2 separate regions of the Hordeum vulgare genome follow, and region 1 is linked to region 2. Evidence: chromatin contacts called from public Hi-C data. All regions are on one chromosome and are shown on one strand. Each heading gives the region's core, a stretch centred on a gene start, on an enhancer-like site or on the middle of the called end of the contact. The rest is flanking DNA. Distances are from core to core; before and after follow the strand shown. Region 1 holds the start of LOC123426398 (probable pyridoxal 5'-phosphate synthase subunit PDX1.1). Region 2 holds the start of LOC123426397 (sulfoquinovosyl transferase SQD2-like).

Region 1 (4,106 bases), core at 117-2,616, 700 kb after region 2:
TCCCTCCGTCCGGAAATACTTGTCCTAAGAATAGATGAATCTAGACTTATTTTAGTTATAGATACATCTAATATATTCATTTTTAGGACAAGTATTTCCGGACGGAGGGAGTAGTAAATTAGTCATACTATATGTATTCTATTTTTCACATATAGTGGCTCGGCTTACTTATTTATGCAAGAAATTTTAATTATTTTCTCATATATGAAAAAAAAACATGTAAATAAGCTAGGATCAGGGAAGTGAATATATTGGGTGGAAGAAGAAAGTTAACAATGTTGCTTGATTTGTATACTTAACACAATTGGTGTTGAATCATTAAAATATTAATGTGCCTGTTTACGCGAAACAGGATAAAGGGTGACATACTACCTCCAACCCAAAAAGTTTATTTTCGATTTGTCTCGATATGTATTGAGATAAATGTAAGACAAGTATTTCGAACGGACGGAGTCCTTGGCAGTAGAATGATAAAAATTACAGAACGGCTTCCTCTTCTCGAAAAGTTCCTACACTCCATTTTTATATGCTGAAGAATGTCTAATCTTCTTCATGTCAGTGTGGAGTAGTATTGTATTGCCACGGACATGTCCATCGTCGCTAGCTAATAGGAGTACTACTATAGTAGCTATGTTGACGTTTCTTTATTAAAAAACCAGTAAGATATTATTAATAAGGTACGGCTACTTGGGTGCATGGGTATGAATGACATGATCATGATCATGATCATGATGAGGATGATTACATAGAAATGAGCAATTTCTTTTGTTAGCAGGAAGAGCAGAGGCTTGTTGTCTCGTAGTAGTCGTAGTGGTATGGACCATGCAACTTTTTTTCTTTTGTTTTTGTTTTGTGGGTTGCTGCATGGTCCGTGAAGTGAACTTGTTGGAGGCACCTGAGCCAAGCACGGTGCATCCATGGGGAGCCAGAAATTGGAAGGAAATATCCATAGATGGAGACGTTGTTGCCGTCGAGAGCCATGAGGCAAGCAGGGGGACGTAGCCGTCGTCCGAGTCACACTTAATACTTTGAGCAGCAGATTAACGCGCCTAGACGAGAAAATCGTAGAGAAATCAACAAGGGAAAGGGAAGCTCTCTACGCAGACGCAGGCGCAGGCAGAGAAGGCATGCGAGTGACGAGAGTTTTTTGGAAAGAAAGGAAAGGCGAAGAAAAAGAATGCACCATGCGTGCGGGTAGAGAAGGAGAGATTGGATTTGTTTGGTCGTGGTTGGTGATGGCGGCGCGGCAGCCGCACTGATGAGCGAGTGGTGGTGCTGGACTGGCCCACCCTAGAGAAAAGGAGGAGCGATCTGGATCGTCCGTCCGCCCATCACGCACCTTCATCCATCGGTATAAGAATTGCTGCCACCCACGGTCCATCCGCGCATCCCACACCGCCCCCATTCCGCCGCCTCTCTTCTCTCTTCTCTCCTCACTCCCTCTCGACCGCACCGCAGAGATGGCGTCCGACGGCAGCGGCGTTGTCACCGTGTACGGCAGCGGCAACAACGGCGCCGGTACGCAGCTGGAGCCCAAGTCATCCCCTTTCTCTGTTAAGGTGGGCCTGGCCCAGATGCTCCGCGGCGGCGTCATCATGGACGTCGTCAACGCCGAGCAGGCGCGCATCGCCGAGGAGGCCGGCGCCTGCGCCGTCATGGCGCTCGAGCGCGTCCCCGCTGACATCCGCGCCCAGGGCGGCGTCGCCCGCATGTCGGACCCGGGCCTCATCCGCGAAATTAAGCGCGCCGTCACCATCCCGGTCATGGCCAAGGCCCGCATCGGGCACTTCGTCGAGGCCCAGATCCTCGAGTCCATCGGCGTCGACTACGTGGACGAGAGCGAGGTCCTCACACTCGCCGACGACGCCCACCACATCAACAAGCACAACTTCCGCGTCCCCTTCGTCTGCGGCTGCCGCAACCTGGGCGAGGCCCTCCGCCGCATCCGCGAGGGCGCCGCCATGATCCGCACCAAGGGCGAGGCCGGCACCGGCAATGTCGTCGAGGCCGTCCGCCACGTCCGCTCCGTCATGGGCGACGTCCGTGCCCTCCGCAGCATGGACGACGACGAGGTATTCTCCTATGCCAAGAGCATTGCCGCACCCTACGACCTCGTCATGCAGACCAAGCAGCTCGGCCGCCTGCCCGTCGTCCAGTTCGCCGCAGGCGGGGTGGCCACGCCGGCCGATGCGGCCCTCATGATGCAGCTCGGCTGCGACGGTGTCTTCGTCGGCTCCGGTATCTTCAAGAGCGGGGACCCCGCGCGCCGCGCACGCGCCATCGTGCAGGCCGTCACCCACTACAGCGACCCTAATGTGCTCGCCGAGGTCAGCTGCGACCTGGGCGAGGCCATGGTGGGCATCAACCTCTCCGATCCCAAGGTCGAGCGCTTTGCGGCGCGCTCCGAGTGATCTTTCTTGTTGTTGGCCACCATATCAACACCTGCCATCCCCCAAAATAATACTCCATGGATCAATGATATAAGGACAAAAAAACACAAGTAGACGCGATTCCTAGTTATTATGATATGATTTCTTCATGATGATCGTTCTAGCTCCGATAACAATTCAAGTCGTAGCAACCATGCACCTCCTCAAGTCAGTAAGTCGGTCAGTCGCTCGCTCTATATATGTACACACATGTTGGCGTCTTCCATTTCATTTCTCTTGTTGTTAACACAAGTTAAGTATCCATCCATCCTTTTTCCTCCGTGTTATAGTCATGTACTCTTGCTACTATGCATTTTGCTGTTCCAGATTCGTTGTCGTTTCTCTGATCGATTTGGTTACTGTTGTTGCCAATTGCTACCGACAACAACTCGACTGATGCACTCTGGTACTGCACTTGATTAGCACTCACTATTTGGCTCCAGTACAAATTAGGCAGCCCATCGTTGCCGGTGCCCCACGCACGCAGCTAAGAGTATTTAATAAAAACTACCGTAATTCATGGAACTATGTCTATAAACTATTCGATTTTATCTCGAAAACTATCATCTCTTTTAATCTATGACTAAAAACTATTATTTTTCAGATTTGATAGTTTTTAGTCAGAGACTAGTAAAAAATGATGGTTTTAGGAACAAAATCGTAAAGCGGTAGTTTGTAGGCATGGTTTTATGAATTGTGGTAGTTTTGGCGTAAATACTCTAACTTGGCAGAAAACTGATAGATGTATTGTCAACATGTTTGTATCGAGTCTAATAATTTGTATTGCTTCTCGATGATCTGGTTGTGTACATAATCGTCCTGCCGGTGCTTATATACATGTTCATACGAGGCTAGGACTAGCAAGCAGAATACTACTAAGACTCAACCTAACTTCTAATCCTATACATATAGAAGCAACATGTTTAACTTTCATAGAGCCGGGTATCTTCTTGAACTCGTCCATAGGTTAAAAAAAATCTCATGCTAGTAGTCTAAAATAGGCAATCTTACATGCTACAGTCGAATGATATATACCTTAGTTGCGTGTGCTTTGTTACGTTGTTGGCATTTAATTTGGGCATACATACATTGTATTGAATGGAAATCATCTGGCTTGTACATTATATTGAACGCAACAAATAGTTGGAGCGGATATTATTGCCGTTTTGGAGAAGATGACTCGTTCTGTATGCATCCACTTCATCACCATATTCTTGAACAAATGAACTGCCTGTACTCTAATTGAATGGAGTATTTAACCAAAAACTACCACAATTTATGAAACCATGCCTACAAACTATCACTTTATGATTTTATCCTGAAAACTACCATTTTTTTCCAATCTGTGACTAAAAACTATCATTTTCAGATTTGGTAGTTTTTAGTCACAGATTAGAAAAAAAATTGATAGTTTTCGAAACAAAATCGTAAAGCGATAGTTTGTAGGCATGTTCTATGAATTGTGGTAGTTTTTGGGTAAAGACTCCACAGCTAAAGAGCAGCCAGGTCTTGTATAATGAAAGATGATTTAAAAGATGCTTAGTAAAATAAACTAAGTTTTTTAGATACAAGTGCTTACTTTTATAAGGTGGTCAGAGAAAAACTGATTTATTTCTTTAAGCATCTTTTCTAAGGCCTTAGGACATGTGCAATGATGACATATAGATACAGATGCCT
Region 2 (3,869 bases), core at 554-3,053:
AACTAGATTACATACGTTAGCATTGACCGCATTTCCTGATTACGGAAACGAGGATGGAAGCTTTCTGAATCCACGCCCTTGTTCCAAAGGCGTATCTTATTGGCTGGAAACATGCACCGTGAGAGGAAGATGTTGGACCTTGGAAAAAAGTGATAGCATGGAGTAGTATGTATGTTTGCGCAAACCTGCTGTAACACGGGCTGCTTTAAGGTCCCTGCCAATAGCGGCTGATGGTACCAGTGTGAGATCCGCAGCTCGGTGCAAGAATTCTATATCAAGCGAAGATTGTATCAGCTGGCTAGTCTGGCAAGAGAGGTTATACATTTGTGAAGTACTCCCTCTGTACACTAATGTAAGACGTTTTTGCAGACTGCAAAAACTTCTCACATTAGTGTACGGTACATAAGAGAAAACTTACTTATAACTAGCCACATGGGCTTGACAAGCCAGCTGAATGTATACCTGGGAATATAACTGTCATAGATAAACAAGGATCAGGTCGCCTCTCTAGCTGGATAAATTAACCCATAATTCCTTGGATTATAGATATCATTCACGAAATGCACATAACATCGTGGATGGTGTTTTTCTGCTAGGAGCTGAAGATTAATTAAATGGTCTAGCTGTGTTGGCCTAGATAAGAGAAGATATATTTTCAGTTTTGTTCAAGTTGCAGTTCTGTTGCTGGCATAAAATCTCCTTGTGTTTTGGAAATGGGTGTGCATGAGTTGTAAATTTGTCAAAGGGGAAGGTTAGTCAACTCACATTGGAACATGGGTGTGGTAGGACATTACTAGAGGGACGCATAGCAATTTTGCGATGATTAGGGCGCCGAATACCTGGGAATTTAAGGAAAAATATGAAATCTCCATTATTGTCGAAATACAGAAAGGAGATTGGTTAGTAGCATACCATGATTCCAGGGGAAGAGGCGTGGATAATGTCGGGCTTGAACCTAGCGACTTCTCCAATGATTCTGGGGCTGAGGGCAAGCGAGAGCGGGACCTTCTGATACCAGGGGCAAGGGAAGCTCCAGGATCCGATGAGCTTGGCGCCGTGGAACTCGTCGGGGACGCCCTCGTGGGTGGTGATGACGATGACCTCGTCGCCCATCTCGCGGAGGTACTTGATGAAGTTCTGGAAGCGGTTCTTGTAGCCGGAGACGTAGGCGAAGGGGGAGGGCTCAACGAAGAGCGCGATGCGGCGGGGCCGCGAGTCGGCTTCCGAAGCGGGCGGGGGCTCCTCCTGGTGGTCCAGCTCGTCGTCCCGCAGCAAGACCGGCGACGAGGAGGAGGAGGAAGAGGCACTGGTGCTGGTGCTGCATGACGACGACGGCGAGAATGGGAGGAGGAGGTGGCGGCGATGCAGGCGAAGGGAGCCAGCCCGTTGGCGTGACGACGGAGCGATTAGAGGGAGAGGAGACGGCTTGGACACGGCGAGGATGGGCGCCGCCCTCGCCATCCTTGCCTCGTCCTTGCAGCAATTTAATCCTTTTCCGATACTCGTTTGCTTTGGTTGAATCGAATCGAATCGATTGAGGTTACTCGCTCACTGGGGCGAGGCGAAGAAAGCAGAGCTGGAGCTTGGAGCTGGAGAGGGGAGTGGACGCAAGTCAGGGGTTCCCTCTTGGCCTTGGCCTTGGCCTTTGACGCACTCGCATATTCGAAGTTTCGAACGCACCACACGAGACGAGCATATTCGAATGCCAAATCGAATTGATCAAGGCATCAAGCCATGACTGAGCGACCGCATCTCTACACACACGCACGCGCTGTATCGCTCTTCCACTCTTTGCGGTTTGATTGAGGGATCGAAAAGGCCAAATCTCGGGGAACATTTGGGCCCCGAGTTCCACGAGATATCGCATTATCCGATTCCAGCCAATCAGCTCCCAAGTGCTAGCCACTCACCAAACATGCGACTGGTTCTCCCTTTTTTTTCTGCCAACACAAGACTTTTTTTGGAGGTTTTTTTCTAAAAAAAATCTCGCCGTTTTATTCATTAGCAACAATAGACATAGGTACAACGTTTGGATCATGAGGATTGTCCCACCAAACATATCTACCTACTCCAAGATTACAAGTAAACTTAAAGAGTGTCGGCTCAATGAGACCTGGGGTATCATGGCCCGTCTGTCGTTGGCCCGAAGAACAACGCGTAGGCTGGCTCAAAAGAGGCAGACGGACCGTGATACCCCGGGTCTAGGGCACCTGTCGTGCCTGCCGCCCTTGGCACTCCCGGGCGGCGCCCCGGGCCGCCACAGAGCCTGTTGGGGAGCGCTTGGCCTCCTCCGTCCACCCGTCTGTGAACGACCAAGCACGTGACTACTCTACCGTCGTCTCCTCGCTCGCGCGTCGTAACCCTCCTAGTCCGCACGTCGCACTGCTCATGACCCAGAAGCTTCTGCGCTATCGCCCCGCCAACGACGGCTACGAGGCCTGGCTCGAGCGCTTCACCGAGCTCGTCGACACCGCGCACACCACCTTGGGCCATGATGGTCCGGCGCCCTCCCGCTCCATGCTCCCTCCACCGTCACATGTCGACCAAGCCGAGCACGAGGCTCCGCCTCCTCCTCTTCCTCCGACGCGCACGGCGAAGCCACCCCACGGGCCGATGGCACCGGCGGTCGACGACGAGAATTGCCAAATCATCCACCACGCGCCCCAAGACGCGCATGCGGGTCACGAGAGGGCGCCCAACCGCGAGGACCGTGTTCTCCAGGACGTCGCCATTGATGGGCACCAGAATTGCGCGGCCCTCAACGGAGGTGTCTCCACCACCGGGGCCTACTTGGCCCTCACCCTCGAGCTGTGCTGCATGGTGTGGCCTGACAAGTTCAAGCCGAAGCTTCCTCCTTGCTACGACAGCAGCGCCAACCTCATGGAGTTCCTCGTGCTTTATAGCATCAGCATCCAGGCCACAAAGGACGACGACCAGGTCATGGAAAACTAGCTCCCCGTGACCCTCAAGGACGCAGCACGCGCATGGCTCCAGAACCTCCATGAGGCGTCCATCTCTTCACGGGAGGACCTATGCAAGCAGTTTGTCGCTAACTTTGCGGGCACGAGCGACCACCTCCTCACGCTCAACGACCCGCGGGTCGTGCGCCAGTGCCCTAACGAGCCCCTCCGCAAGTTCATCCATCACTTTAGCCAGGTGCGCAATAGGATCCCGAGGGCCTCCGATGCCACCATCGTCTCCGCCTTCACCAAGAGTATCACCGATGTGAAGATGTGTGGGAAGCTCTCCGGCAGGGACGATCTTGACTCTGCGGCAGAGCTCTTCCTCCTCGGCGACCGATGCGCCATGGCCGAGGAAGGGCGCCTTTTCCTCTGCGACGGCCCTCGCACCGAGCCTGGCACGGTGAAGCCCAAGGACAAGGACTCAAAGCACAAGGGCCCTGTCATGCTCAAGGCGGAGCCCGAGCAGCAGCACATCGCGACCGCAACGAAGCGCCCAAGAAGCCCTTCCGCGCCTACCACAACGTGAACTCCGACAACACCGAAGGTTGCCACGAGCTCACGCAGCTCCGTGAGGGCCGCGCCGGTTGCCATGGAGGCCACCAGGAGAGTGGCAGCGGGCGCGGAGGTGGCTGATGGGGTAACAACTATGGTGACACTTGTTAGGGCTGGCACAACCAGCCGTGGCAGGATGACCCTCAGTCCAACACTGCCCCACCACCCGCCAACAAAGCCCCTCCTGCTGAGAACATCGGGGCTGCCAAGAGCCTCGCAGGGTGGCCTGCATCCTGGGCGGCACGTCACATCAGAAACAAAACAAATTCCTATGCTCACCAAGATCATCTATGAAGATCAACAGCTACGAGAGGAGGAGTGTATCTACATACCCTTGTAGATCGATAAGAGGAA

The links. A called contact is a pair of places that touch in the nucleus more often than the background predicts.
Region 1: a contact with region 2 is called in a Hi-C map of leaf, with 4 times the contacts expected there. The contact joins the promoter of LOC123426398 here to the promoter of LOC123426397 in region 2. A contact is called at or near these places in 3 of 6 Hi-C or Micro-C datasets (leaf and seedling) and 1 of 1 datasets of contacts at active chromatin or transcription factors (embryo).

Annotation. Positions count from the first base shown.
Region 1 is chr2H:393,959,449-393,963,554 of MorexV3_pseudomolecules_assembly, forward strand. It overlaps LOC123426398 (probable pyridoxal 5'-phosphate synthase subunit PDX1.1), which reads left to right and starts at 1,367. Exons shown (of 1, transcript XM_045110231.1): 1 at 1,367-2,755. The coding sequence starts at 1,461. The coding sequence ends at 2,411.
Region 2 is chr2H:393,261,874-393,265,742 of MorexV3_pseudomolecules_assembly, forward strand. LOC123426397 (sulfoquinovosyl transferase SQD2-like) reads right to left here and starts at 1,804. Exons shown (of 8, transcript XM_045110230.1): 1 at 913-1,804; 2 at 766-839; 3 at 419-474; 4 at 186-269; 5 at 16-103. The coding sequence starts at 1,461.